Regions from separate parts of the Mus musculus genome. Here regions 1, 2, 3, 4 and 5 are each linked to region 6. A link is a contact called in public ChIA-PET and promoter capture Hi-C data. All regions are on one chromosome and are shown on one strand. The core of a region is the stretch at or near the end of the contact, and the rest is flanking DNA. Distances in the headings are between cores, read along the strand shown. Region 1 holds the start of Pklr (pyruvate kinase liver and red blood cell). Region 2 holds the start of Hdgf (heparin binding growth factor). Region 3 holds the start of Adam15 (a disintegrin and metallopeptidase domain 15 (metargidin)). Region 4 holds the start of Flad1 (flavin adenine dinucleotide synthetase 1). Region 5 holds the start of Dpm3 (dolichyl-phosphate mannosyltransferase polypeptide 3). Region 6 holds the start of Sema4a (sema domain, immunoglobulin domain (Ig), transmembrane domain (TM) and short cytoplasmic domain, (semaphorin) 4A).

Region 1 (4,504 bases), core at 1,553-4,052, 680 kb before region 6:
TCCTCCTTCTCTTCCTCATCCTCTTCCACCTCCATTTATTTATTTATTTATCTACTTGTTTGTTTGTTTATTTTATTTTATTTTATTTTATTTTATTTTATTTTATTTTATTTTATTTTATTTTCAGAGTGTCGTGTAGCCTAGACTGACCTCAGACTTGATACATAGCTGAAGATGACCCTGAACCTCTGGCTCTCCTGCATGCACTGCCCAGTGCTGGGACTACAGGCGTGTTCCAGACCAGACCAGCTAGCTTTGTGTGATGGCTGAAGCTTCATTCGGGGAAGGGAAACCCTCTACCAACTGGCTAGTTCCCCAGTTGCATTTTTGTTATTTGGTTGTCGTTGTTTTTGAGACAGGATTTTACGTTGTAGCCCCAGCCGGCCTCACTTTCTTAGCGATCCTCCTTCCTAGGCATTCAGAGTGTGAGGGTTACAGGGGTGGGGGTGGGGGGCAGCATCATCATTCCCATCCTTTCCCCTAGCTGCCCTGGTCCCCGGTTAGGACCACAGTCTTCCTCTAGCTCTCATCCTTCGTATTCCTGACTACCGTCTCTTTACTCATGACTTTCTAACATACTGAAGTAGCTTTTTATTTATTTATTTTTTAAACAAGTTTTTTCGTTTGTTTGGTTGGCTGGTTGTTTTTGTTGTTGTTGTTGTTTTTAATGTAGCTCTGGCTGCCCTAGAACTCACTATGTAGACCAGGCTAGCCTCAAACTCACAGAGATCCATTTGCCTCTGCTTTCAAAATGCTGGGATTAAAAGCTTGGGCCACCACACTTGACTCTGAATTAGAACATTTTAATAAATTATTGCTTAGTATTTATTGTCCCATCCACTAGACTTCCCTTATTTACTGGGCTACCCCCAATTCCAAACCTTGTCTTCCAGGTACTAAGCAAGCATTTGTGGTTTTTTTTTGCTTTGTTTGTTTGTTTGGTTGGTTGGTTTTGGTTTTTTGAGACAGGGTTTCTCTGTATAGCCCTGGCTATCCTGGAACTCACTCTGTAGACCATGCTGGCCTCGAACTCAGAAATCTTCCTGCCTCTGCCTCCCAAGTGCTGGGATTAAAGGCGTGCGCCACTGCTACCTGGCTCAACGAGCATTTGTTAAGCTGGGTGTGGTATTACATACTTATGATCTCATTAGGCTAAGACAATATAATATGGGCTACATAATAAGCTTGAAACTATCCAAGGCTACCCGAGACCCTGTCTTAAAGACCCAGCCTCAAGTGGAGCAAGGTGGCACATACCTTTAACCCGGCCCAGCTCTCAGGAGGCAAAGGTAGGTGGATTTCTGAGTTTGAGACCTGCCTGCCCAACAGCCAGAGCTACAACATAAGAAGATTCTGTCTCAGAAAAAAAAAAGAAAAAGAAAAAGAAGCAAATACAACAACACCCGCAACAACAACAACACCTGCAAATCTCACAAATATTTGTTGAATGAATGACCATGGCAAAGATAGCACAGTAAGGAGACACCAGAGTCATGCAGGCGGCCCAGTGTGGCGGCCCAGGGTTGGGTGGTCTTACCGATGGTGGCAATGATGCTGGTGCTCCTAGCGGCCACAGGCTCTGAGTCGATATCCAGAAGGCAGAGGTGTTCCAGGAAGGTGTCCGCCATAGCTGCGGGCAGTTGCTGCTGCTGGAAGAAGGCAGTGCCCAGCTCCTGGGTCAGCTGGGCCACACTGGCACGTCTCAGGTATCCTGCTGGCCCTGCGGTAGATGGGGACTCAGGATCCTGCACAGACAATCGCCTATCCCCCATGTGCTTCCTGCCAGTGCACCCTGTGTCTATTCAGCCCTCCGGTCTGTGTGAGGAGGCCTTCCTTCAATCTGAGTGTCACACATTACTTTGTTTAGTCTCCAGGGTTCTATGGAGCAGGCTGTTAGATGTGCTCTTTCCCAACTTTACAAGGAAGGAAAAAGACGGAGAGAGAAAATGCACTGTCTAAGAAAAGGGCATCTTCCAAGGAAGATGATTCAAATCTAGGTCTAGCTCAAAGCTGAGTCCTTACGGACCCAGTTACCGAGACCCTCCCCCACCCCGCCCCCCAGCAGACCACTCAGCCTCAGCACCCCCAGAAGCCTCCCTCAAGTCTCAAGGCATCTCATTCTCTAGGCCTGGAATCTCTCTGTTACTTTTCCTTGTTTACTTCCTTCTAGCTCCAGGCAACTCTCTGGCTTCCCCACTTCCCTCCCCTCCAAGTTCCCTCCATCTATACAGTGCGGCTCTATCCCCTGCCTGCCCCCTTGTGGGGGAAACCCCCGTAGCTTGACCCAGCCCGGCTCAGTAGAGCACCTTCCATACTGCTGCGTACCTGCTGTGTCTGTGGGTCTGCTTTATACTCTGCCTTTGTCAGTGGGATGGGGCCTGGCACAGACGAGATCAGTCCTGGTTAAAGTATAACCAGCTAGCATCTCTCTTGCCAATGGAAGCCTTGTACACTGGGGGCCAGAGTCCAGGAACCACGGGAGTGCCCCGTGGCGTCCATGCTGCCGGATCCCCTTTGGCCTGTCTGCAGAGCCTGGATCAAAGGCTCAAATCAAATTTAACAGAGGCTGTAGTGGGCATCCTTCCCCCAAGGCCTCCACCCCCAACACTGATTCTACCCTAATTCTCCTCTCTGTTCAGTGGCTTCCCTTCCTCTTCTTACCTCCTGGAGCCCCACTTAAAGCAGACTTTGCTAAGTCTTTTTGGGACTTAAAGATCCAGGGCCAGAGCTGCTGGGGTAGCTCGTTCTCTTGGACAGACATGCTTCCAAAGTGTGGGACTGGGGCTGCAAGAACCACAGACTGGGAGGAGAGTGTACCCTAACTGCTGGTCTTATCTGCAGGAGCCAGAGAATAGAAAAGAGGCACACCCAGTAGGCAGCCCCATCCCCACACAGAGTCCCTTCTGGAGGGCTGTCGGTTGTCAGTCCCCACATCTTCCCTTCCCCTAGGTCATCCGTTTTTCCTGGTCAATTTTTAGTCCATTCATACTGTCAGTCCATCAGCTTCAATAGAGACTAGTTCATCGCCAGTGATACAATCCTTTTCTCTTTGTATTTTATTGACAAGAATCTTAGGTATATTCTCAGAGCAAGAGCTTGAATGTGGGGACTAGATTGTGGAAAAGAGGGAGGAACTTTTTTTTCTCTTCTCTTCTCTTCTCTTCTCTTCTCTTCTCTTCTCTTCTCTTCTCTTCTCTTCTCTTCTCTTCTCTTCTCTTCTCTTCCCTTCCCTTCCCTTCCCTTCCCTTCCCTTCCCTTCCCTTCCCTTCCCTTCCCTTCCCTTCCCTTCCCTTTCCTTTCCTTTCCTTTTCTCTTCTAGACAGGGTTTCTCTGTGTAGACCAGGCTGGCCTCGAACGCAGAAATCTGCTTGCCTCTGCCTCCCAAGTGCTGGGATTAAAGGCGTGCGCCACCACCACCTGGCAGAGGGGAACCCTTTGATAGACGTTAGAGGGTATCTCAGTTTCTCGCATCTGTTCCTCTGTGAATCCAAAGATGAAACTATAAACAGTTCTAGGCACTAATTGATAAACTTGTTTAGATTGATGTTGACGAACCATATTAGTAAACACAGGAAGCCTGAGCACAGGGGAGTTCTTCAGCCATCGTGGGGACATCGCACCCAACTCACTTTTTACCAAGGCACCAGGGAGAGTGACCTTGCCTTGCTGACCACCATGAGCATAAGCTGCAGTCCTGCTGTCAAAATTCCCTATAACTACCCCAACCAACAGACGGGCCACCTGGCACTTACTTTTTTTCCATATCCCAGATGACCCTAGACTGGGGATTCTCTTGACCCCATTCTTGGGTGACTTTACAAGTTCAGCAAAGTTGCTAGAACAGTGGGATTCTCTAGGAAGGCTTCCATGACACTATGACAATGACAATGGCCAGTGACAACCCTGGAGGATACAGTGGGAGTCAAGCAGATAGAAAGATGGAACCTTCGCCCTCCATGGGTTTTAATATAGTGTGTGTGGGGAAATGACAGACTACTAGCAAATAAATAAATACTTTAAACTGGGTAAGGGGTGTCAGGCATGGATCATAGGACTGGGCAGGGTGGCCGGGTGGGACAGTGGTGTATCTTAGGCACCTCTTAAATAAGATGAGGCTTTCTTTAATGTGATTATGCTTAAGCTATTAAGGATGAGAAGGCACCAGCAGGGGCTGCAGGGGCAGCAGGGGCAGCAGGGGCAGCAGAGGAAAGAGTTTCCTGTAGGTTGCATATGTCCCATAACTCTGAGGAACAAAAGCTTTTTGTGTAAGAGAAACTGGTTAGGGGGACGTGGCCATGGTAAACCTGGGCGCCTGAGCAAAGAGCCACTGGTATGGCTGCCAGGGACATAATATAATTCAAGTTAGGTCTTAGGTAGCTCTAGCTGACCGATGTAAACAGTCATGGATTCAGAAGACAGAGGTGAGTCTTGGGAGTTGATCAGGGTGGGAGGTGACAGGCTAGCCTGGGTGGCACTGTGGGGGAGGGGAGAAGTCTGTGAGATG
Region 2 (4,392 bases), core at 164-2,663, 550 kb after region 6:
CTCCAGGCCTTTCTGCCCGAGGATTTCTTTTACACAAGTTCCACACCCTAAGGGGCTGAGTCATGCCCTCACTCGGTATCAAGGGCCCCCTCTACAATCGTTTTGAAAAATTCCCAGAAGCAACCCTCCCCCCAACACACACACACACACACACACACACACACACCTTTTCCTGGGAGGGAAGGTGATAAACACAGCAGGCTTTCTGCCCCACCCTCCCACCTGGCCAGGTGCTGGAATGGGGAAGGCCCTACTCTTGGCGGGTTCAAACAACCACATGGCTGACACCGGCCTCCCTGACTGGAGACGCTCACTAATGGGAAGCCGAGGAAACTCCAGCGTCCCACAATCCCCCACACCGCGCTAAGGTCGTCTGTACTGGATTTCCCAAAGCACACGGGGGCCCTGCTGCCTCCAGTTCCAAGTCTGAGCTGGAGGCATATGGAGGGATGTTCTTGTAGAGCTGGGGGCTAAATCGGTTATGGCAGAGTCACCAGGCCAGGCAAGACCATTTTTAAGTAAGTCGTCCCCAAACATTTCACGACCCTCCCAACTTCAGAGTTCCTACCAAAATGCTCCAAGAAAGTTTGTGAGTCGCCAACTCTACATCCACCTAACCCTCTGTGAACTGAGACCCCTCGCACCCGTTCGTCCAGCCAGAGAAACCTGAACTGGAGGCAACTATCAATGGAGACTCAGGGCTCAAGCGGGGCTCCGAGAAGGGGTTGGGATTCGCGGCGAAAGAAGCGACACACCATCGGGCCGCTCCCCCCCCCCCCCCCGCCACCGTGAGCCCGAAGCCTCGGCCGCTGTGACGGAGGGGTGAGGGCGAACTGAGCACGCGGCGCTGCCCGCCAGGTGCCGGCCGCGATCGCCTCCGTTATGTAAGCGGTGGTGGGCTCCCGCCAGCCAGAACAGGCCTGGCACCCCTGCCCCTACGCCCGCTCCGCGCTCGGCGGCCGTGCCCTCCCGAGCGTTATGCAACCCGCAGCAGGGCCCGCGACGGCCGCGCCACTCACCCGGGCCGGCCAGTGTGGGTATCCTTTCATCTTCGCAAACACCAGGTCTCCGCACTTGTACTCTTTCTGCCGGTTGGATCGCGACATGGCGGGGCCGCGGGCGCCCCGGGCTCCGCGCCGAGCCGGGAAGCGCGAGCCCAAGTTTGCGCGTGCGGCGGTTGCGGCGCCGCTGCGCTCCGGCCCTCGCGCGGCCCCCGCCTCGATGCCGGCCCCCGACGCGAGCTCCGGGGCAGCCACGGCGTCTGCGCCCGCGCGCCGCTCGGACAGGGCCGGGCGCGGTGGGCAACACACGGCTCCGGGAGCGCTAGCTCGTGTGGTTGTTTGTGTTTGAAATTCAATTGCTCCCTCCTCGGCGCGAGCGAGGCCGCTTCCTCCACCCCCCGCGGCCCACTCCTCCCCTCGCGCTCCCGCCCGCGGCGGTTCGATGCGCGCAGCCAATCGACGCCTACAGCCTGCCCCGGCCTCACACCCAACCTGGAGGCCGCCAGGCGGGGCTCAGAGGCACAGGCTTGAAGAGCCGAGTGCCGAGCGCGCCGAGCGGGCTTTGTGTGCGGGCGGGTGGTGGGTGCCAGCCCAAAAGGAGCTGGCGCCCGCTGGACAGGCTGCACGTGCCCCTCCCCGGGCTCCTCTGAATGCCCTGGCCAGGCGGGGCCTACTGTGGCCTGCCTTGCGCTCTGTCCCCCCTACCACGTGCCATGTCCCAACCCACGTATTTGCTCTGCGCCTCTGACTTCTAACTAGTTAGACCGCCAAGGCAAGAGGTGTACCCCACACACTCCACGTGCTTCTGTTGGTGGCGGTATAAGAGTTCGAGTCCTACCATTTCAGTCTACTCTAAATTAACAGCTGTATCTGGACTATCACCAATTACCCTCACTAGAATAAGGAGGTCCTAAACGATAAAGACAGTTGGATACCACTAAATCTAGTTTGGAGATATATAGTATTAATTTGAAGACTGTATTTGGCCTGGGTTATATTCTAAGGAATGATGTGCGCAAAACTTGATCTCAGATCTCAAACCAAACAAGATTTTGTTGTAATTACATCTCTGTGCAATGGGTTTTTTGTTGTTTATATCTAATTGTTTTATATCTTATTTTTATTGAGACAGTCTTTTTTTTTTATTTTTTTTTATTTTTCAAGACAGGGTTTCTCTGTGCAGTCCTGGCTGTCCTGGAACTCACTCTGACTGACCTCAAACTCAGAAATCCGCCTGCCTCTGCCTCCCAAGTGCTGGGATTACAGAAGTGTGCCACCACTGCCGGGGGAGACAGTCTTAGTATGTAGCCCTGGCTGGCTGGCCTGCATACTCTCTTTTTAAAGAGATTTGAAGGTTTCTGGTTTTTGTTTGTTTGTTTTTGGTTTTTCAAGGCAGGGTTTCTCTGTGTAGCCCTGGCTGTCCTGAAACTCATGTAGACCAGGCTGGCCTCAAACTCAGAGATCCACTTGCCTCTCCCTCTTAAACGGGTGCACCACCACTGCCCAGCAGATTTGAAGGTTTTTTTTAATATTTATTTATTCATTTATTATTTGTAAGACACTGTAGCTGTCTTCAGACACTCCAGAAGAGGGCCTCAGATTTCATTAGGGATGGTTGTGAGCCACCATGTATGAGTTCAAATGGTCCACAAACAGCTGGGATTTGAACTCAGGACCATTGGAAGAGCAGTAGGCACTCTTAACCACTGAGCCATCTCACCAGCTCAGATTTGAAGTTTTTATTTGTGTTTGTGAATGCATGCTACATGTGTGGTGTGCAGAAGAGAGTGTCAGATCCCCTGAGGCTGGAGTCGCAGGTCATTGTGAGCCCATTCACATGGGTTCAGGGAACTGAACTTGAGTCTCCTGGAAGAGCAGCAACTGACCACCTCTTCAACCCTAATCACAAATTCTTTAAAAAGTTTAATGATGCCTGGCGTGGTGGCACACGCCTTTAACCCCAGCACTCAGGAGGCAGAGGCAGGCAGATTTCTGAGTTCAAGGCCAGCCTGGTCTACAAAGTGAGTTCCAGGACAGCCAGGGCTATACAGAGAAACCCTGTCTCGAAAAACCAAAAAAAAAAAAAAAAAAAAGTTTAATGAGTTTTTTTTTGTGTCCTATAAGTATGAAATTTTACATGTTTTTAAACTCAAATCATGCACATTCCAATTTAATTAAAACTGAGGGTCCTACCCTCTTCTCCACTTGGCTAAAAGGTATCAGTAAGACTTCTAAGTTATTATTACTTTAGTGTAGAATAGAGTTTATTTAGGGCATGGGGAGGGGAGTTGAGGGGGTAGTAGAGACAGAGAAAGGCAGAGTGGGTAGAGGAGTAGCCATGAATACGGAGGAGGGGTGGCGGGGGGGGGGGGGCAGAGAGGAAGAGCAAGAGCAACTTCTAAATTCTTGATGGGGCTGAGAATGGAACTCGGGTGATAGAGCAGGAAAGAGGCCTTAGATTTGATCCTCAGCTTCTCTCTCTCTCTCTCTCTCTCTCTCTCTCTCTCACACACACACACACACACACACACACAAAGAAAGTTTTCTGCTGGCAGCAGCCCTCCCGGCCCCTCCCTCAATGGCCCATGCAGACAGCACGCCACAAGCAGGTTCCTTTTGTTGCCATAAACCTTCCTGGCTTTGGCTGCAATTTAATATCCAGTCCTTACCTCCGCTCCCCCAGCTGCCCTGAGCCAAGCCAAGCACCTCAGAGGCTCAGTTACAGCATGAGCAGAAGCCTAGACCCTTGGGGAGTCAGGCTTCCCTTTGTTCTTTGCGACTGGGAATTCATAGAGAGCAGATTTTGTCAGGTTTGGGGGTGTATGCATTTCTAACAAGCTGTTAGACAGAGCAGCACCTGCAAACCGCCACCTTTGGAGCAGTAAGGCCTTAAGAAAGGGCAACTGACCTTATGATTTCTCTAGCATTCAGTTAAGACCTCATCTATAAATAAATAAACCTGTGACAAAGACCATCACAGGTATGTAAAAAAAAAATCCTCACACAGTAATTCTAACTGTATAGAGTCCTATTCACAGTTTCTAACCATACAGTGTCCTGTTCACAGTCTCTTTAAAGTGCCAGCATGTCCCAAGATTGTGATCACTTAAAAGGAAAATGAACATTTACCTAAGTAATAAAACTTTATTGATTCTCCTTTTTTGATATATTTTTTGTATACAAGTAAAACAGGGCTGGGGATTTAGTTCAGTTGGTAGAGCACTTGCCTGACATCTCGAGGCCTGGGTTTGATCTCCAGCGCCTCATAAACCTGGAATGGTGTAGAAGACCATGGTAGAGGAGCAGAAGTTCCAGGCCATCCCCAGAGACAGAGCAAGTTTGAGGCCATCCTGACATGCTTAAGATCCTGACTTAAAGAAGCGATGGGGGG
Region 3 (4,321 bases), core at 1,347-3,846, 890 kb before region 6:
ATCACTATCGCTGGCTCCTCTTGCTTCCCACCCAACCCCTCAGCGAGAGAAGAAGCGGGCTCTGTTCTTCTACAATGAGTTCCTGAAGAAGAGATCAGCTTTCACTAAACTGAGGAGGGCCGCCATTGTTCGGAGGGCAAATCAGCAGAAGGCTCCAGTAAGTCCAGTCTCTAGCAAGCCTGCCAGCTCTCCACAGGGTCTGCAGACTCTCCGAGAAGGGACACCCTTTTCAGGACACCCAGCACCCTCAGTGTCCCAGGCCCAGTGGAGCTGAGTGGGTCTGGCAGATACAGGGTAGGTCAGGGCTGCATCTGTCTTTGAAACTCAATACTCAACCCAGCTGCAGACATACATGGGACTTTAGGAAGTGGCAGAAAGGAGATGTGAGATTGGGTGGTCTGTTTGTAGGGCAGCAATGACCCCATAAGAAAGAGCACACAGACAAGCCCAAGGTGGTTCTGGGAAATGGAGAGGAGGCAGGTGGCCAGGGGTCAGTGGGACTTCAGGAGGGAACATGCAGTCTTTGGAAGACACAGAACCGGAACTGCGGTTGAGTCCACACATCCTGAAGCTGAAGGAGCCAGGGGTCCTCACTGTATCTTTTTCCCCCTTGGAAGAACAGAGTGTAGACAGGTCTGTGAGGCCATTCTGCAGAGTTGGAAGAGTGGTATGGTGGTTGGCTGCCAGAGAAGACTTGGTTTGAGTCCAGCTTCATCCCTGCCATGGTATGGCAGCTGTGTGACCCTACTCAACTGCCAGGTCTTGCTTTCTCTTCTCTGTAAGATGGTGTTAACCAATTCATTTGTTCAGTTGTTACAATGCCTGGGTTTTACTTCATTGATGCTGGTACACACACAGACACACACACACACACACACACACACCACCAAGCCTGATGACCCGAGTTCCATCCTCCTGGTAGAAGGAGAGGACTCCCCACAAGCTGTCCCCTGACTGCCACACATACCCCACGGCACACATGAACATCAGCAGGCTGGGATCCCTTGACCTGGTCCTGAAGTAGACTGAACTCGAATGGCTAGATGAAATAGGGGGGTATGTGTTCTAAGCTGAAGGAACAGTGTGTGAAAAAAAAACAAACTCAGAGATCAAAGTGGATGCCAAGGTCAAAGGGCAAGCTAAGGGAAATGCAAAGTGTGGCAGGAGCCAAGGAGGCAGAGCAAGGCTGGGAAGAAACAGACCTCTGAGCGCTCGAAGGGCAAGCCCAGCTCTGCTCTTAAGAATTCCTGGCAACTGTATGAAGAGGGTATTCGGAAAGTGAGACTGTGGAATGGCCACAAAGCTTGGGACTTGGTTCCTGCCAGGTTTGACTCAGATCTGACTTAGGAAAGTTACACCATCTTTCTGAGATTTTTTTTGGGGGGGGGTTGAGTTTTTTGTTTGTTTGTTTGTTTTTCGAGACAGGGTTTCTCTGTGTAGCCCTGGCTGTCCTGGAACTCACTCTGTAGACCAGGCTGGCCTCAAACTCAGAAATCCACCTGCCTCTGCCTCCCAAGTACTGGGATTAAAGGTGTGCACCACCACCACCCGGAGAGATTTTTTAAAAAAGACTTAATTAAAATTTGCACTTATTTAATGTGTATGGGTGTTTTGCCTATGCATATGTCTGTGTCCTCATGGGTGGCTGGTGTCCAGGGAGGCCAGAAGATCATCCAGTTCCCTGGAACTCAAGTGACAGGCAGTTGTTAGCTATGTGGGTGCTGGGATTCAAACCTGGGTCCTCTGGAAGAGCAGTCAGGGTTCTTAACCACGGAACCATCTCTCCAGCCCAGTAAGGTGTAAATTGTGCCCTCCTCCCTTCTAAGCCTAAGTACCAAATTAAGCCGCTCCACAGGTGTACAGAATTGTTGTGGGTCATCCTTGGGAGTAAGTTTGGGCACGCCAGGCTCCGCAGCCCATCATGGAGAAGAAGACTCTTTCGATTTATCTCAATATCGCCCTCGAGGGCTCTTCTTGTCTACCCCAGCTTCCTCCAATATAGCATTGTCAGGCCTTGGGACTTCATACATTAAGAGCTGCCCAGTGCCCCTGACAACCCTTTCTGCTCAGCCCACTTGGCATTAACCAATCCACCTCATCTTCCAACAGCCCCACTACCTGGTGGAGGCTCTGTATCGCCGGTGCCCTCTCCTGCACCGCTTCATGCGTCAGCGCTGTGTGGTGTGCCAGGCAATGGAGACGCCGGATTCCTACGTGTGCCCCACACCAGACTGCAAGGCCCTGTACTGCCGGTCGTGCTGGGACGACATGCAACGGCTCTGCCCGGTGTGCACGCCCCGCGAAGAGCTCTCGTCATCCGCCCACAGCGACAGCAACGACGACGCTGTGTATGGCGATTGAAGGGATGCTGCCCGCCTTCTTGCTTAATAAAGTGTGATGCACGCTCCTGCGGCTGGTGCTTCGCAGGCATCCGGGATTGGGTGAGCCGGAAGAACTGGCCCGCACAATCTCCACGAAGCCGGGCTACAGACGGGAGGCAGGATGGAGGGAAGGCGCGAGTCTTGTGGTGTCCAAACCCATCCCGGTAGCTGCCGGAAAGAGGCTGCGCTGAGCGGCAGGGGCGGAGCCTCAGACGGGGCGGGGCGGAGCCTCAGACGGGGCGGGGCGGGGCCTAGTTGCTGCGCTGCACCGAGCTGGTGTCCGGCGGGGCCGTGGCTGCTCCTCCACGCGTAGCCCCGCACCTGCTGCCCCAGTCCAGCCCGGAGCTCCGCGGCCATGCGGCTGGCGCTGCTCTGGGCTCTGGGACTCCTGGGCGCGGGCAGCCCTCGGCCCTCCCCGCCGCTGCCAAATATAGGTGAGTTCCCAGGACAGTGGGTCGAGGGGATGATTTGGAAAGAGGTACAAGGAAACCCGGAGGCAATGGGGTGTTGGGGTCTGCCGGAGCCTAACCAGAGGGCAGCCTGCGTGATCTGCGGACCAAAGCCTAGGGCCAGGTAATTTGGAGAACGAAAGGAAGAGGAGGATGGGGAGGAGGAGGAGGAGGAAGAGGAGGAGGGAGGATGGCGTCCTCTGTCCTGAAGTCCCGAGTTATCCCTGCAGACACTTTTGAGTCTCAGGCACTGAAGAGCGTGCGCGGGGGGTGGGGGTGGGGCGCTCAGATCATGGAAAGAGTCACTCCTTAGGACTGACGTCTTCGTCTCTCTAGTGCCTAGCTGACAGTTCTACTCAATGAAGTGCCCGGACTAGCTAGTGGGGTTTTAGTGAAAAGGATTATTTTCAGCCGTTCATTCCAGACCTGGGCGGCCAGCACCGCTCACTCGGGTGCGGTTGCCACCAGAAGCCTGGCGGAGCGGGAGGGGCCCGGAGGAGCCAGGGGAGGGAGCTTTCGCCAGGAAAGAGACTGGGACACCAACTCCTCCTTGGAACTTTCACTTCCCGCTGCTGTCTTGGGCTGGGGGCCGAGAGGGTAGGCGGGGGTGGAGTGTCCGGAGAGGAGAGGGCCATTGTTGGGGGGTGCTGGCGGAGGAAGCGGAGGCTGTTGGGAACGGGTGCGCCTGACTGGGCATCAAGGCTGTTTAGGGAGGTCAGAGTGTTTGCACTGCTCACCCAAAGATGGGTGTTCCCGGCAGGCATCTCTACTGTGAGGGAAAAGGAAGGGCAAGTGGGCACTAGGCCACAGACTTCTCTTAGACCTAAGAAAGGGCATTCCTGATTGGGTGGGGAGTGTGATTGGGAAGGGATGGGAACAAGGGAGGGCCCCCGTGAAAATCTTGGGATTGGCCAAAGGGAAGGCAAGGAGGAGCTGCAAGCTGGATACTCTGAACTTTGGGGACTTATGGGTGAAATCCGTAAGTTGGGGAAAAAAAAACCCCTCCTTCCCATATCCTCCTTTAAATCCTGGCACACACTGCAGGACCGCTTAAGTCACTGATATAGCCTTCTGTGCTGAGGGTCGGTGGGTCTGAGGACACTAGTGATTCCAGCCTTGCTAGGGATTTCCTCAGCAATCTCTTAGGATGTTCTGGGACCCTGCAGGAGGCACTGAGGAAGAGCAGCAAGCCAGCCCAGAGAGGACGCTGAGTGGATCCATGGAGAGCCGGGTTGTTCAGGACAGCCCCCCAATGAGCCTAGCAGACGTGCTTCAGGTGAGGGACAGCCTGCTAATAAGATTTTCTCTTTCCTCGCACTCCACAGTATTAATCATCTTGAGGGTAACAGGTCCATCCGGGTCCTGCTCCTTTCCTTCAAGCCCCCGGCTACACTCAGCTCCATCCCCTCTGCACATACGTGTCTGCCTCGGCCTCAGCCTGTCTGTCCATCACGTACACTGGGAGAGTTCTGACACTAAGCCTCCTCCTTT
Region 4 (4,615 bases), core at 699-3,198, 960 kb before region 6:
TTTTTTTTTTTTTTGGTTTTTCGAGACAGGGTTTCTGTGTGTAGCCCTGGCTGTCCTGGAACTCACTCTGTAGACCAGGCTGGCCTGGAACTCAGAAATCCACCTGCCTCTGCCTCCCAAGTGCTGGGATTAAAGGCATGCACTACCACTGCCCCACTATTGTTTGCTCATTTTGTGACAGGGTCTTACTGTATGGCTTACTGTATGCCTCCGCCTCCCAAGTGCTAAGATTAAAGGTATGTACCACCACTCCCAGTTTAGAGTTTCAAAAAAGTATATAATACTTTGTGGTCACACTCATTCCCCTATTCATCCACACCCCCCACCTTTTAAACTAAGGAAACCCCACAGGACTTACTACTTAAGGCTGGTCTAACATTCACTATGGCATTTCAAGATCGTGTGGGCACCCTTTCTGAACCTGTCTCCAATAACATATAATTCTTTTTCAGTCCTGATCCTCACAATGCTAGACCAGTGTTCTAACACAAAGCCATATTCCCAACACGTTTGCCACATGTCATGAGAGCATATTTATTTGAAAAGATATTGTGGTTTTAGCATGCCTCCAAGTCACAACAGAAAATCCCAGGAGAAATGTAGATGTCAGACCCCGTCCAAACCTACTGGGTCACAATTTACATATCGTAATATCTAGGGATAGCGAGATGGTTCAGCAGGTAAGAGTAAGACTCCGCCACCCAAATTGGGATAGATCCTAGGCCCCACATAAAGGTGAAAGAAAAGGGACTCCAGAAAGTTGTCCTCTGGCTTCCATTTGCATGCTGGGACACTGCTGTCCTTCCTAGTCATACAATAATAGTAAAAGCTTTTTTAAAAAAAAGAAAAAAAAAACCCAGATGATTAAGCTATTTTTCCCCAGCAAAGCAAAGGGTGGAGGGGCACTGAAGTAGGAATGAAATGTTGTGAGTACCCAAAGTGAGTCCAAGGTACTCCTGCGTACCCCTCTCTCCAGGGACCCATCATTGGGAAGTGATGTTCTGGAGGCAGGTGGGGCAGGAAAGGGTTTTTACATTTTAAAGTCAGAGAAGCTTAAGTAGTTTTTCCCTTTATATTAGAAACAAACGAAGGTTCCACACCCTGCAGCTCACACCTCATTGTTAATGCTAATAACATCTTCACCTTCCCCACGCCTTTAATCCCAGCATTTGGGAGGCAGAGGCAGGCGGATTTCTGAGTTCGAGGCCAGCCTGGTCTACAGAGTGAGTACCAGGACAGCCAGGGCTATACAGAGAAACCCTGTCTCAGAAAAAAAAAAAAAAAAAGAAAAACCATCTTCACCTTCTCAAATTTAAGAGGCAAAGCCAAGCGGTGGTGGCCCACGCCTTTAATCCCAGAACCTGGGAGGCAGAAGCAGGAGGAGTTAATAAACCTGGTCTACAGAGCGAATTCCAGCTACACAGAGAAACCCTATCTCGAAAGAGGAGAGAGGGGTAGAGACAGAAAGAGAAATGTGATGCAATGAAGTGTAGTAACACATGATTTGAATCCCACCACTCCCCAGGCAGTTCGAGACCAGGCTGATCGGTTTAAACAAGTTACTTCCCGGGCTATATACTGGGGCTCTGTCTGAACTGTTTTTTAATATTTGAATGAAACAGAATCAGACCTTCATTTTCTTCTAGTACTACAAAGCAGCACCCGACAGTCCCACCCGACAGTCCTTAAAACACCTCCCAATATTTTCCCTTCGAGTACCAGAACACTTTAAGTCCCGCCCTCCATGGGCTAAGGCCAGGCCCCTATTTTTACTTCCGGACAGTGATGACTACATGGTGTTGCCAATAACAACTTAGCATTTCCTCTAGCTCCGCGATGAGGCGCGTGAGCGATTGCCGGTTAGACCAATAGAACCACTGGTAGGAGTGAGCGACAGCCAAAATAACCAATCAACATGAAGCATTGTAAGGCGGGACTTTGAGTACGGAAGCTGTCCTAGGACATGCGGAAAGGAAAGAGCGAATGACCCTGTGCAGGGGGCAAAATAGAGGTGGGATGATACGAGATCAGTGATCTGAAGCCTGGTGAGAAAAAGAGATCTCGGGATAGAAAGGGTGCAGAAGTAGGTTGAGCCCTGGTCATTGGCGGAGGGAGGAAAGAAATGCATTTAAAGGGACCCTAAGGCCCAGAATAAGGTAGACATTTAAAGGGACAGGTGATCCGAAGAGAAGAGACATTTAAAGGTGCAGATATACCCAAGATAGGGCAAATTTTAAACCTGCTCGGCAGACGGAGATATCTAAAGTGGTAGGTCTTGGGAAAACATGGCACTTTAAAGGAATAGGAATCGAGACGTTTTTAGGAACCTGGGGCTTAAGAGTATGTTAAAGAGGCCGGAGTAAGGGTGACTAAAGAAGATTGAGCCTTCCTTCCTCTAGGAAGAAGGTACACTCCTGACGTCTTCATTGTCCTTTCTGGCTCTTCCAGGTTCCCTCAACCCCGGAACTCAGGGTATGGCCTCCTGCATCCTGTAGACCTGGCGGCCTCTCAGTACATACGGCCCCAATTTGGGGTTCTGAGTGGCTACTGGAAAGCCTTGCAAAAGAGCACAGAGGGCAGGACCATGGCATCTAGGGCCTCTGAACTGCCCCCAGGATCAGGGCGCAGCGTGACAGCAGGCATCATCATTGTTGGAGATGAGATCCTTAAGGTGTGTCTGGAACGGAAGAGGGGAAGAGTGTGGCATTCTATTGTCGTGGACTCTTTACGGTGAAAGGAGGGAAACCGGAGTAGGAATCCCCTTTCTTGCCAAAGTCCGGCCCTGGAGTGAGTCCTAACACATTGGAGGAAAAGTGACCCTTCGGTTGAGTGTTTCTGTTGAAAGATGGGTAGTAACTTTCCTACAACTTGCTACGAAGTATGACTGGGGGCAGAGTAGCCACATAACAAGTGACAGGTGGCACAGCAAGTAGAGGAAGCTCAGCAGGCTGGATAGGCGAGCTAGAAGGAAGGTAAGAGAAGAAAGGACTCTATTCTGGACGGCCAGGGTGCTGTTAGAGGATGTGGCAAGCATGGGTTGGCAACAGTAATAGTTACCCTGATCTTTTTTAGTGTCTACCAGAGGCTGGTCTGCACTTAACTATATCACATGTGGCCTTACAAACTTCAAAAATTCCATGAAATTGGGGTTTTTATTACAGATCTCTATAAATTATGAAACAGCCTCAAGGAGGTTAGGAAACTTACCCCAGATCACAAGCCTACAAAGTCCTAGGAACAAAGTGATACATGCCTTAACCTCCAGCACTTGGGAGACAGAGGCAAGTGGATCTTTGTGAGTTCGAGGCCAGCCTGATCTACATAGCCAGTTCCAGAACAGCCAGGGCTACACAGAGAAACCCTGTCTCAAAATAAATTAAAAAAGGAAAATAGTGGAAGAGATAGGATTCTAGCCCAATTCTTCCTTACTCCAGAACACAAACCTGAGACAGAGTCTGACTGGGTATCCCTGGCTGGCTTAGAGCTCTTGTTTTATGTAAACTAGACTGGTTTTAAACTCACAGAAATTCACCTGCCTCTGCCTCTGCCTCTGGGGTGCTGGGATTAAAGATGTATGCCACCATGCCAGGCTTAAAATTTTTAATTTTATGTTTATATATCTGTATGTTGGGGTGGGGGAGTGCCCACAGAGGTCAGAAGTTATAGATTCCATGGAGTGGGACTTAAGGCTGTTACGAGCTGCCCAACCAGTCTGGGAACCAAGCTTGGGTCCTCTGGAACAGAGGCAAGCACTCTTGGCTACTAAGCCAGCTCTTCGGCTCCAGAACACAAACTTTTCATTTATTTTATTTGGAGACAGAGTCCAACACAAACTCTTTAACTACTCATCCCCCCTGTAGAGAGAGAAAAGTAGAAGCTAAGGCTAGGAAAGAAGATAGGGCACACAGTATAGCCAGCCAGCTTTAATGATTGCAAAAGAATTTGAACTTTATTCTGTATGCAATTGGAGCCAACATGTTTCTGAGCACAGAAGTGATTTAGCGAACACAGTGACGCATTAAAAAAAGTTACTTATAAGGCAGGGAGCAGAGCATAGTGGAGAGGATTGAGGACTGGGGGGAGTGGAACACTGGGGGGGGGGTAGGGGATGGATGTGTGGGAGACTGGAGGTTGGCCCAGAGCCTGTCAACATCACCCAGGAAAAAGACTCTAAGGAAGTGAGAATGTGGAGGAGAGAAGATGGGAGAGGTTTTAGAAGTGGGGTTGATTGAAATGAAAGGCCTAACTGACCATGACTACATCTGAGATATCACTGAGCAAAGCAACCAGGGTCGTGGTGAGGCTGCTCAGTATGAACCTGAAGCCAGGGACTAAAACTCAAACTGTTGGGGTCGGTGACCAAGTCCAAAGAGCCCCACAGAATTAATGATTGAGTCTATATCAAGTCAAGCTCAAAGTGCAGAACTGACTATGAAATCTATAAATCCAAGTGAGGTCAGGACGAATGACAGCCAAGTAGCCCCAGGGAGAATCCCTTCTTCTCTACATTCAATTTGGTTTCTCGTTCTTACTCCCATTCCAGGCTCCCTGGCAGTATCCCCCTCCAAAACCCAGCGCTCCATCACTAGACAGATGTAGCTACCTCCCCATCTGC
Region 5 (4,553 bases), core at 1,342-3,841, 810 kb before region 6:
TGGTGAGTAGGGGTGGCCAAGAGGTAGGGGAGATGCGGAGAAGGGCTAGGCTCCCTGAGCCAGGGACTGGCTAATACTGGGGCGGGGGCGGGGCCCAGCTCTTGGAAGAAGTCAAGGTAGCAGAGGTGAGTGGGATGCAGGAAAAGGGCTGAATGAAAGACGCACCACAGGGATTGTGGTCTTTTTTCCGCGAGGAAATTCTCTGGCGAGGACTCAGGAATGGTTCTATGAACCTGAACCAGGCACATTTTTGCCGTAGGCCAAGATCGTTCAGACTAAATCAACCCAGCGCCTCTCCTTCTCCCTGACCATTGCCACGCTCTTTTGCTCCGCCTCTTGGTCTATTTACGGGTTTCGCCTCCGAGACCCATACATCACGGTAAGCAGACTCTAGATTGGGACGTTGGGTCTACAAAGCAGAGTCTGGTCTTTCTAGCAGCTTTTTGATTGCAGGTGCCCAACCTTCCAGGAATCCTCACCAGCTTAATCCGCCTCGGGCTTTTCTGCAAGTACCCTCCAGAGCAAGACAGGAAGTACCGCCTCCTGCAGACCTGACCCCAGGCACCCGAGTGCCAACTGGATACCAAACAGAGCTCCTGTTTCTGCTGGTCCTTGTGACCAGTTCCATGGATGCAATAGGTTGTGAGAAAAAGATGACTTTGAAACTAAAGGGACCAAAGATCTTTCCTTAGATCAGATAGGACCTGTGGGATGAAATCACATTTTTACAGGAGATCATCTTTTCTCATTTCGGAGGCTGAGGTGGTATTAGAATGTGCCTTAAAATAAACTGTTCCCCACCCCTGCCTGCAGAGTGATGTGTTCTTCGCCATTCCCAACCTGCCTGACTTGACAGACAGAGGGCCTACTGCCTGGGGGGCCTGTAGGATTGGCTCAGAAAAGGGATTTGAAAGAACTAGAAGTTAGGACTGGAGAGATGGCTCAGTGGTTAAGAGCACTGACTGCTCTTCCCAAGGTCCTGAGTTCAATTCCCAGCAACCACATGGTGGCTCACAACCATCTGTAATGGGATCTAATGCCCTCTTCTGGTGTGTCTGAAGATAGCTACAGTGTACTCACACACATAACATAAATATTTTTTGTTGTTTTTTTGTTTTTCAAGACAGGGTTTCTCCGTGTGGCCCTAGCTGTCCTGGAACTCACCCTGTATACCCGGCAATAAATCTTTAAAAAACAAAAAACAACTAGAAGTTAGAAAGATCCAGGAAGTCCTTTTAAAAAGAAAAGAAACCTGGCAGTGGTGACACACGCCTTTAATCCCAACACTTGGGAGGCAGAGGTAGGCGGATTTCTGAGTTCGAGGCCAGCCTGGTCTACAGAGTGAGTTCCAGGACAGTCAGGACTGCATGGAGAAACTCTGTCTCAAAAAACAAACAAACAAAACAAAAAAACAACCAACTTGAAAGCTGTGAAGAATGGAAGGAAGTTAGGGACCCATGCTTCCTGCGCAGCCTTGTATGGGAAGCCTCGCAGCACTTCCAAGGTTGAAGCTGAAGCGGGAGGACCACAGGTTGAGGGCAGCCTGGGTAGCACGACAGGGTTGGTTGTAAGCCAGGTTGAACTACTTATTAAAACCATATATATTAAAACCATATACACAAGTAAACAAACCTGTTTTGGGGATATAGTTCAGTTGTGGACTTCCAAGTTTGAAGCCCAGCATGACATAAACTAGTCTAGTCATGGTGGGTTTAGCCTGTAATTAGAGACGTTAGAATCGAGATAATCCACAGCCATATGGCTGGGGTCAAGGCCAGTCTAGGGTACATGGCATCCTATTTCAAACAGAAAAAAAATCTTGAGAAGGGAACAGAACACCATCAAAATGCAAAGCTAAGTAAGGCCTGGTAAGGTGGTTCTCCTGCCCCCTCACCTCTTGACCTCTAGTATATAGAATCCCCATCCCACCCCCCACCCCACCGCTATCCTCCATACTCAAAACTACACAAGATTAGAAAATAAAACTGCATTTTAATGCGGAATGAGGAAAGATGTCCAGACTGGAATGGGTTTAGGTGTCAGAAGCGCAGCCCCCTGCGTGCTAAATCAGCTCGGGCCTCCACGATCTGGCTCTGCAGCTCTCGGGCAGCGTCCTCGCAGTCGTGAAATGTAGCTACGCGATAGCCCACCGTGCCCAGGGCATAGCAGCCAGCGGAGACCAACAGGTAGGCAGGCAGTGGCCACAGGACCTCTCGGCAGGGGAAAGGCAACTCCAAGCCCAGTGCTCCCATGGTCAGGGCAGCCCAGGCAGAGCCCAGGAGAGCCAGTCCCCAAAGCCACTGTGTTAACTTCGTCATGTTGGCTGCAGGGAGAAAAATCAAAGCTAAGGGTTCTTTCTACCGATCCCCGCTCTGCATCTGACATTTATTCCCAGTCTCCGCCACCCATTTCCGTCTTTCCACTCTGCCCGCCACCTAAGCGTACCTCCGTGTGCCGCGCTGACAAGGCCCGCATCAGCATCCGGAAGTCCCTTTCTACTACCGCCCTTTTTCCGGGCTGCCTTCTGGGAACTGTAGTTCTTAGGACAATTTCGGCCGCGCTCAGATCCAGGTTGGTTATACACTGCTCTTCGAAAATCTGAGTTCAGAAGAGTTTTTGCCGTTTTGTTCTGGAGACCCACATCGATACCGGCTGGAACTTGTGGACAATCGGAGGATACCCCGAAACGCTGCGTTAAGATGGGAATGTTACATCGCCCCCCTTAAACTAGATTCTCCAGTGCAGAAAGCCCACTCATTCAATTATTCAAGCATTCTTCCAACACACCCATCAATCAGCAAACATGAACAGGCCGCCTCACACCTGCTAGGCAAGTTCTCAACCACTGAGCCCTTTTATATTTTGAAACAGGATTTTACAGAGTACCCGGAATAAACTTGAACTCCAGTCTGAGATCCTGTCTTGAAGAAATAGGCTGGTCATGTCAAATTGAACTGCAAATCACAGGCCCATATACCTGTGATTCCAGGGCAATTCAACAGAAGAAGAAAGAAGACCATGACCATTACAGGATATGATAAAGGGTTGGTTGCTAGGGGATGGAGAGGTGGCTCAGCAGTTAAGAGCACTGGCTGCTCTATCAGAAGATCCTAGTTCAATTCTCAGCACCCACATGACAGCTCACAGCTGCCTGTAACTCCAGTTCCAGAGAATCTGACACCCTCACACAGACATACACGCAGGTGAAACATCAATGTGCATAAAATAAAAAAAAAATTTTTTTTTAATAAAAAGGGGTTGGTTGCCTTTAGGTAGCAATAACAGTTTAAATAAAACAAGGGGGTTTTCTTTGGCTTGATTTTTGGTTTGTTTGGGTTTTAAATCTTTATTTATGTGTGCATATGTGTGTCTATCTGAGCGTATACTGGATACATTTAGGTGCCTGCAGAAGCCAGAAAAGCTGGAGTTACAGGTAGTTGTGAGCTGTCTGACACTGGAGCTAGGAACCAAACTCAGGTCCTCTGGAAGAGCAGCAAGCACACTTAACAGCTGAGCTGTTTCCAGCCTGGTTGGTATTCGTTTTGTTTTGAGACAGAGTCTAATGTAATGTATTCCAGGCTGGCCTAGAGCATGGGATGTAGCTGAGGATGGCCCTGAACCCTTGTTACTCCTGCCTCTGCTTTCCCAGTGCTAGAATTAAATGTGTGTGTTACCAAACCTTCCTTAAAGCAATTCTGTTGTTGGAAAAACGAGTAAATGAGGAGTGAAAAAGTCCTGAGGACATCCACATGATCCCAAGGCTCAGGAGGCAGGGCTGCTCCAAGTTCAAGGCCAACATGAACTACATAAGGAAGGCCCTGATTTAAAGGGAAAAAAATCTAGTCTGAGTGGATTGAGGGTCCACTTGGAAATCACAAAGCGGGGACAGAAGTAGACTGTAACTCCAAGACCTCACACAGACTCACGTGCAGGCTAAACACCAGTGCACATAAAATAAAAATTAACAAATGTTCAAAGACCCATTGTTCAAAGCTTTGTAGCTGGATTGGAAATTTAGTTTACTTTGGTATGTCAAAAGGGAATCCAGAGGGGCTGGAGAAATGGCTCAGCAGTTAAGAGCTCTGGCAGCTCTTCTAGAGGATCCTCTGAGCTCCATTCCCAGCACCCACATGATGTCCTTAACCATCTGTAACTCCAGTTTCAGAGCGTCTGACAACACTTTATGACTTCCCGAGGCACCAGACACATACTCAGACATACATGCAGGCAAAACACCCATCCATGTAAAATAAAAGAGAAACAAACCAAACCCTTATTTCCTCAAAGCCTTCAATGTTAATCAACAATTATTATTTATAAAACAAAAACAAAAAACATGTTACTGAGACAACAGACAAGAGTAAAATGTGCCGTTTTCTTTTTTCCCCTTTCTTTCCTTTCCCTGAGACAGGGTTTCTCTGTGTAGCCCTGGCTGTCCTGGACCTCTTGTTCTGTAGCCTAGGCTAGCCTGAAACTCACAGAGATCCTCCTGCCTCTGCCTCCTGCTGGGTTCAAAGGTGTGCACCACCACATCCTGGCCTCAATTAAAAAGT
Region 6 (4,385 bases), core at 1,547-4,046:
GAGCTGGAAAAGGTTGTTTCTCAAGACCCTGCTCTCCTAAGGGTTGCCCCAAAGGTCCAGGAAGAGAAGGAGGCTGGGGACACTGGACATGCCAGGTCTCTGATGAAGCTAGGGGTGGCTTCTGTGCTGATATTCTTCCTCTGAAGAATCCGTGCAAGCTGGGGCAAGGGGTCGGATGAGGAGCTGACCCTCCACAATCCATCCCCCCCAAACCACCCCCACTCCCCACCTCTACTTTTGATGATTAAGTCCCACAGGAAGGGGCTACTCTCCTCTGTGGTTTGGGGGTTAGGGGAGGACTTGGGGGGACTGGAATCTGACAGAGGAGCTAAGTCTGATGCTGTGATTTCCTGGAGCTAACATGGTCCTGGGGTTTCCCCAGGCTGAGCTCCAGGGCTTACGGGAGAATTGGCTTGGGAGAGCAGGGGCAGGGAAGATGGCATTTTTTTTTTCTCTATAGCAGTGACTCCCAACCTTCCTAATACTGTGACCCTGTGATTCAATTCCTCACGTGGTGGTGACCCCAGCCATAAAATTATTTTCATTGCTACTTCATACCTGTGATTTTGCTACTGTTATGCTTAGCATTGTAAATGTGTGTGTTTTCTGATAGTCTTAGGTGACCCCTATGAGAGGGTCATTTGAACCTTTCTCCGCCCACCCACCCACACCCTATAAAGGGGGTCGCACCCCACAGGGTAAGAACCACTGTTTGCCTGCTGCCTGCTGCCCTTCCTGCCCTGGATGCTTCCAGCCACTGGCCCTGCCTTCCTCATTTGTGTAGTGAGGGAGGGTGTATGGCTTGACAGCCCTGAGTGTCCTGGAAGCAGAGCCTGCTACACCCTTTGTGGGGCCCAGTGTGAATGAAAACGTAGTCCTCTTTTTAAAAAATGATTAAGGCTTTCTCGAGGTAAGCAACAGCAGGAGGGAATACCCAGCATGGCCTCTTCTGAAGGCAGGACCCTGTGTGAGTGACAGGTGAGGCTCAGGGGTATGAGAGATGAGACGAGCTGGTGGGGCCATGTCCCTTTCTCCCCCTGCCTCTCTTCTCTTAGCTGGGCCTGAAAGGCACTGTGAGAGAGTGGGTGGCACCCCAGGGCTGGAAGCACCTAGGCTGAAGTTGACATCAGATGGCCTCTCTTCGGGGAGATTTCTGTTCCTTCTGAGTCAGGAGTCACCCTGAGTGATTGGTTCCTGGCTAGAGGAGAGAAAGCCCCTGCTCCTCCCACTCTGATGCCTGCCTACTCCCTCTGTTGAGCAGCTCTGAGCTGAGCTAATGCACTAGGGCAGGAGATGGGACTGAAGGAGCCAGCCATGTAGGGAGAGCTTCCGAATTAGACAGGTCTGAGGTAGATGGATGGACGTCAGGCTGTCCAGTCACCCCTGCTGCACTTCTGTTCTCTGTGCAGCAAGACTGTAGTGGAGCCTGCCTGCTGAAGTTGGGAAGCCTGAAGCCCCAAGTGTGAGCTTCTCACATTGTCCGAGGGCCTGGGAGAGCACTTGGTCTCCTGAGGACGCCCAGGGACAGGAAGAGAGTAAAGAAGGATGGCATTGGAGCTGCTCCTCTGGTCACAGCTCCTCCCTGTGACCCAGATAGGCCAATCTGTCTCCAAAGAGAGGCCCTGAGGTGGTGGCTTCCCAAGCCTGATCTAGAGGTCAAGGAGACTCAGAAGTTTGTGTCAGCACAGGGAGATTGGCAAAGTCCTCACAGTGAACGGAGAGCTTGGGGGGGGGCGGGTCTTAGCAAGCTTTGACAGATGAAGCCATCAGGAGGGTCTGTGTGAGCCCAGCTCCTGGGCCACACTGGAGAACGGAAGCAGAGGGGAAAGCATGAAGGGAAGGCCAAGCAGGCTCTACCGAGGAATGCTTTCCGTCTAGGAGCTGTAACTGGAAGGGTGGAGGACAGCCTACAGTGGGGACCATCCTGGCAGTGAGGATGGTGTTTACAGTGAAGATAGGGTATGTCCTGGAGGTAGACCAGCTTGGGTCACTGTGCTCTTTAACCTGAAGTCAGCTGACCCGGGAGAGTGGGCAGCAGCCCAACCACTCTTTATTGGCCTAGGAGCCCTTGGTTACTCATTAACCCTGCGTTATGAGGTCTTCCTGGAACCTTTGGGGAGGAGGAACCAGCCACCATGCCAGCTGGGTGCTTCAGCTCCAAAGCGTATCCCAAGAAGCACGCGTTCAAATGGGGAATTTCTCCAATTTCCCACTGAGACGTCAAATTACTAGGGCTTCCTCAGCAAAGTCATAGGGAAAAACCAAAAAACTAATACAAATGTAGGATTTTTATTTATTTTTTATTTTTTTGATACGGGGTTTCTCTGTATAGCCCTGGATGACCTGGAGCACACTCTGTAGATCAGGCTGGCCTCGAACTCAGAGATCTGCCTGCCTCTGCCTCCCGAGTACTGGGATTAAAGGTATGCCTCGCCACCATGCCAGCTTTAAACGTGTTATCTTTCAAGAATGTGGTCCTACTGGGTGTGGGAGGTCGGGAGGTCTCAGTATGTGGCAGTGGGGGAACCCCACAATGGGGTCAGAGAGAGAAGGAATAGGAGAGAGACGGTGTCATACCGAGCTCTCTTGAGCAAGAGGAGTCTGCAGCTTGGGCTGGTTAGACTGGAAGTGGTGTGCGGGAGAAACAAGGGCATCACTGAACTGGCCGGGAAGGAACTCTTAATTTCTGGATAGACTAAGGAGGGAGGGAGGTGTGTCTCCTGCAAGGCCTTCAAGCCTCACCCCCACTCCCACACTCCACCAGTCTCCCCGCCCTGATCCACCAACTTCCGCCCAAGCCAGCCAGGATCTGTCACAACTCGAGGTAGAAATTCTGGTTTCCCTGGCCTGAAACCCACACTGGCTCTGGCAGGATGGGTGCCTGGAGGGCCGCGCGCCCGTTCCAGCCAGGCTGAGCCTGCTTGCCTTGCCTGGACCCCCTTCTTTGCCTCGGATGGCACCCTGATTCAGGGTTTGAACACAGGACTTCTCAGTGTGGCTGGCTCAAGGGTATGTGAGATGAGGCGGGGGCGGGGGAGGGGTGTGAACCTGCATTCAGTGGCCATGGGGGAGGCTGATTGCGGAGCTCTGGGGAGGCAGACAGGGGGGCTGGAGAAGTTGAGAGTCTGCCAAGGACTCCTGCCCAGGCCACTCCCAGGAAATACAGAGGGCAGCCCCACCACAGTGGTAGATAAACTGGCACGCCCCTATCCCTAAGAAGAAGGCTAGATGGGCCCGATTAAGCAAGAGTCAGAGCCCCTGGGGGCTGAGGAGAGGGTAGGCTGTCTGCCTGGGTTGGGGTGAGTAGCGGGCATAAGGTGTCACAGCACAGGCCAGCCTGGGGAAATCTACCTTTTGCATACAGGAACTAGTTCCCTAGAAGACCTTTGCCCAGGGCCAGAGATGATCAGAGCTCTGGAGCACGGGGCCAGGAGATGCTGAGGGGGCAAAGTGGAAAGGAATTTTTCTGTGAGTCAGGTGAGAAATGGCAAGGTAGTTTTTTTAATGGTTAGGTGACCAGAGGCACAGCGTGGGCCACAGCAGCACCCTATGCAGAGGGCAGCAGGAGGCACCTTCAAGGCTGGGGATGGATGGAAGTGAGACTCTGAGGGCCCTTCCAGAGAGGAACTTCTGCCCCCTGGGGCTCTCCTATTGGCCCTCAGGAAGGGTGTGGTAAGCATGGCTAACCCAGAAAGTGCCTGTTTCCTCAGAACCATCTGGTGACCATCTCAGGCTGACCATGGCCCTACCATCCCTGGGCCAGGACTCATGGAGTCTCCTGCGTGTTTTTTTCTTCCAACTCTTCCTGCTGCCATCACTGCCACCTGCTTCTGGGACTGGTGGTCAGGGGCCCATGCCCAGAGTCAAATACCATGCTGGTAAGTGTCTAGTACCTGGGAGGTATGGATGGCACCATAGAGATGAAGGGGCTGAGGAAGGAGAAGGGTGTGCCAGAGGGGACGAAATGGCACGAAGAAACAGAGATGCCAGGGAGCCTGGGAGGGGCTGGGAGAAGAAGAGGCCACCTGAGGCACAAGTTGATCTGTAAGGGAAGGAAGGGTCACTGTGACCCTTTTCTGCCAACTCAGTGGTTTTTCTTTCCCTCAAATGTCAGTCACTAAGCAAGGAGCCTTAAACTCCTGACTGCTTTTTCAGTACCAGGAGCTGGAAAGCTAAAGCTCGCTCTAGATTGTCTGAGGAGCTGGAGGGCCCAAGCCAACTGCAGAGGTCACACCGGGCCAGATCCTGTCCAGGAGACTGGGCATCAGAAGGGATCCTAGCAGCTCACCCAGCCTCGGTGGTTTCTTGAGGAGGCTGTTCGGTTACTGACACCTTTAGTTCCAGGAAATGCCCCAGGGGAAGTGCCACATATACCACACACCCAC

Evidence for each region. Promoter capture Hi-C pulls out the DNA fragments that hold promoters and counts their contacts. ChIA-PET counts read pairs in DNA pulled down with a chosen protein or histone mark.
Region 1: a promoter capture Hi-C map of liver shows a contact between it and region 6, with 3 times the contacts expected there. The contact joins the promoter of Pklr here to the promoter of Sema4a in region 6. A contact is called at or near these places in 2 of 39 promoter capture datasets (both in liver), 2 of 115 datasets of contacts at active chromatin or transcription factors (astrocytes and pancreatic cancer cells) and 1 of 9 other capture datasets (pancreatic islet).
Region 2: a contact with region 6 is called in an RNA polymerase II ChIA-PET map of memory CD8 T cells, with 11 read pairs. The contact joins the promoter of Hdgf here to the promoter of Sema4a in region 6. A contact is called at or near these places in 2 of 115 datasets of contacts at active chromatin or transcription factors (memory CD8 T cells and pancreatic cancer cells) and 1 of 9 other capture datasets (pancreatic islet).
Region 3: an RNA polymerase II ChIA-PET map of memory CD8 T cells shows a contact between it and region 6, with 6 read pairs. The contact joins the promoter of Adam15 here to the promoter of Sema4a in region 6. A contact is called at or near these places in 2 of 115 datasets of contacts at active chromatin or transcription factors (memory CD8 T cells and pancreatic cancer cells).
Region 4: a contact with region 6 is called in a promoter capture Hi-C map of liver, with 2.8 times the contacts expected there. The contact joins the promoter of Flad1 here to the promoter of Sema4a in region 6. A contact is called at or near these places in 1 of 39 promoter capture datasets (liver) and 2 of 115 datasets of contacts at active chromatin or transcription factors (bone marrow-derived dendritic cells and pancreatic cancer cells).
Region 5: an RNA polymerase II ChIA-PET map of memory CD8 T cells shows a contact between it and region 6, with 13 read pairs. The contact joins the promoter of Dpm3 here to the promoter of Sema4a in region 6. A contact is called at or near these places in 1 of 39 promoter capture datasets (liver) and 2 of 115 datasets of contacts at active chromatin or transcription factors (memory CD8 T cells and pancreatic cancer cells).

What each region holds. Positions count from the first base shown.
Region 1 is chr3:89,134,440-89,138,943 of GRCm38.p6, reverse strand. It overlaps Pklr (pyruvate kinase liver and red blood cell), which reads right to left and starts at 2,802. Exons shown (of 11, transcript NM_013631.2): 1 at 2,662-2,802; 2 at 1,538-1,720. The coding sequence starts at 2,761.
Region 2 is chr3:87,903,342-87,907,733 of GRCm38.p6, reverse strand. Hdgf (heparin binding growth factor) reads right to left here and starts at 1,413. Exons shown (of 6, transcript NM_008231.4): 1 at 1,020-1,413. The coding sequence starts at 1,106.
Region 3 is chr3:89,348,303-89,352,623 of GRCm38.p6, reverse strand. Adam15 (a disintegrin and metallopeptidase domain 15 (metargidin)) reads left to right here and starts at 2,596. Exons shown (of 23, transcript NM_001037722.3): 1 at 2,596-2,815; 2 at 3,997-4,106. The coding sequence starts at 2,737. It overlaps Dcst1 (DC-STAMP domain containing 1), which reads left to right. Exons shown (of 16, transcript NM_029974.2): 15 at 44-157; 16 at 2,110-2,405. The coding sequence ends at 2,361. It also overlaps a transcript of Dcst2 not described here.
Region 4 is chr3:89,409,214-89,413,828 of GRCm38.p6, reverse strand. It overlaps Flad1 (flavin adenine dinucleotide synthetase 1), which reads left to right and starts at 1,948. Exons shown (of 8, transcript NM_177041.4): 1 at 1,948-2,045; 2 at 2,449-2,671. The coding sequence starts at 2,585.
Region 5 is chr3:89,264,499-89,269,051 of GRCm38.p6, reverse strand. Dpm3 (dolichyl-phosphate mannosyltransferase polypeptide 3) reads right to left here and starts at 2,591. Exons shown (of 2, transcript NM_026767.4): 1 at 2,446-2,591; 2 at 1,973-2,323. The coding sequence starts at 2,318. The coding sequence ends at 2,040. It overlaps Slc50a1 (solute carrier family 50 (sugar transporter), member 1), which reads left to right. Exons shown (of 6, transcript NM_009057.3): 4 at 1-2; 5 at 260-379; 6 at 454-806. The coding sequence ends at 555.
Region 6 is chr3:88,454,172-88,458,556 of GRCm38.p6, reverse strand. It overlaps Sema4a (sema domain, immunoglobulin domain (Ig), transmembrane domain (TM) and short cytoplasmic domain, (semaphorin) 4A), which reads left to right and starts at 2,796. Exons shown (of 15, transcript NM_013658.3): 1 at 2,796-3,009; 2 at 3,711-3,878. The coding sequence starts at 3,740.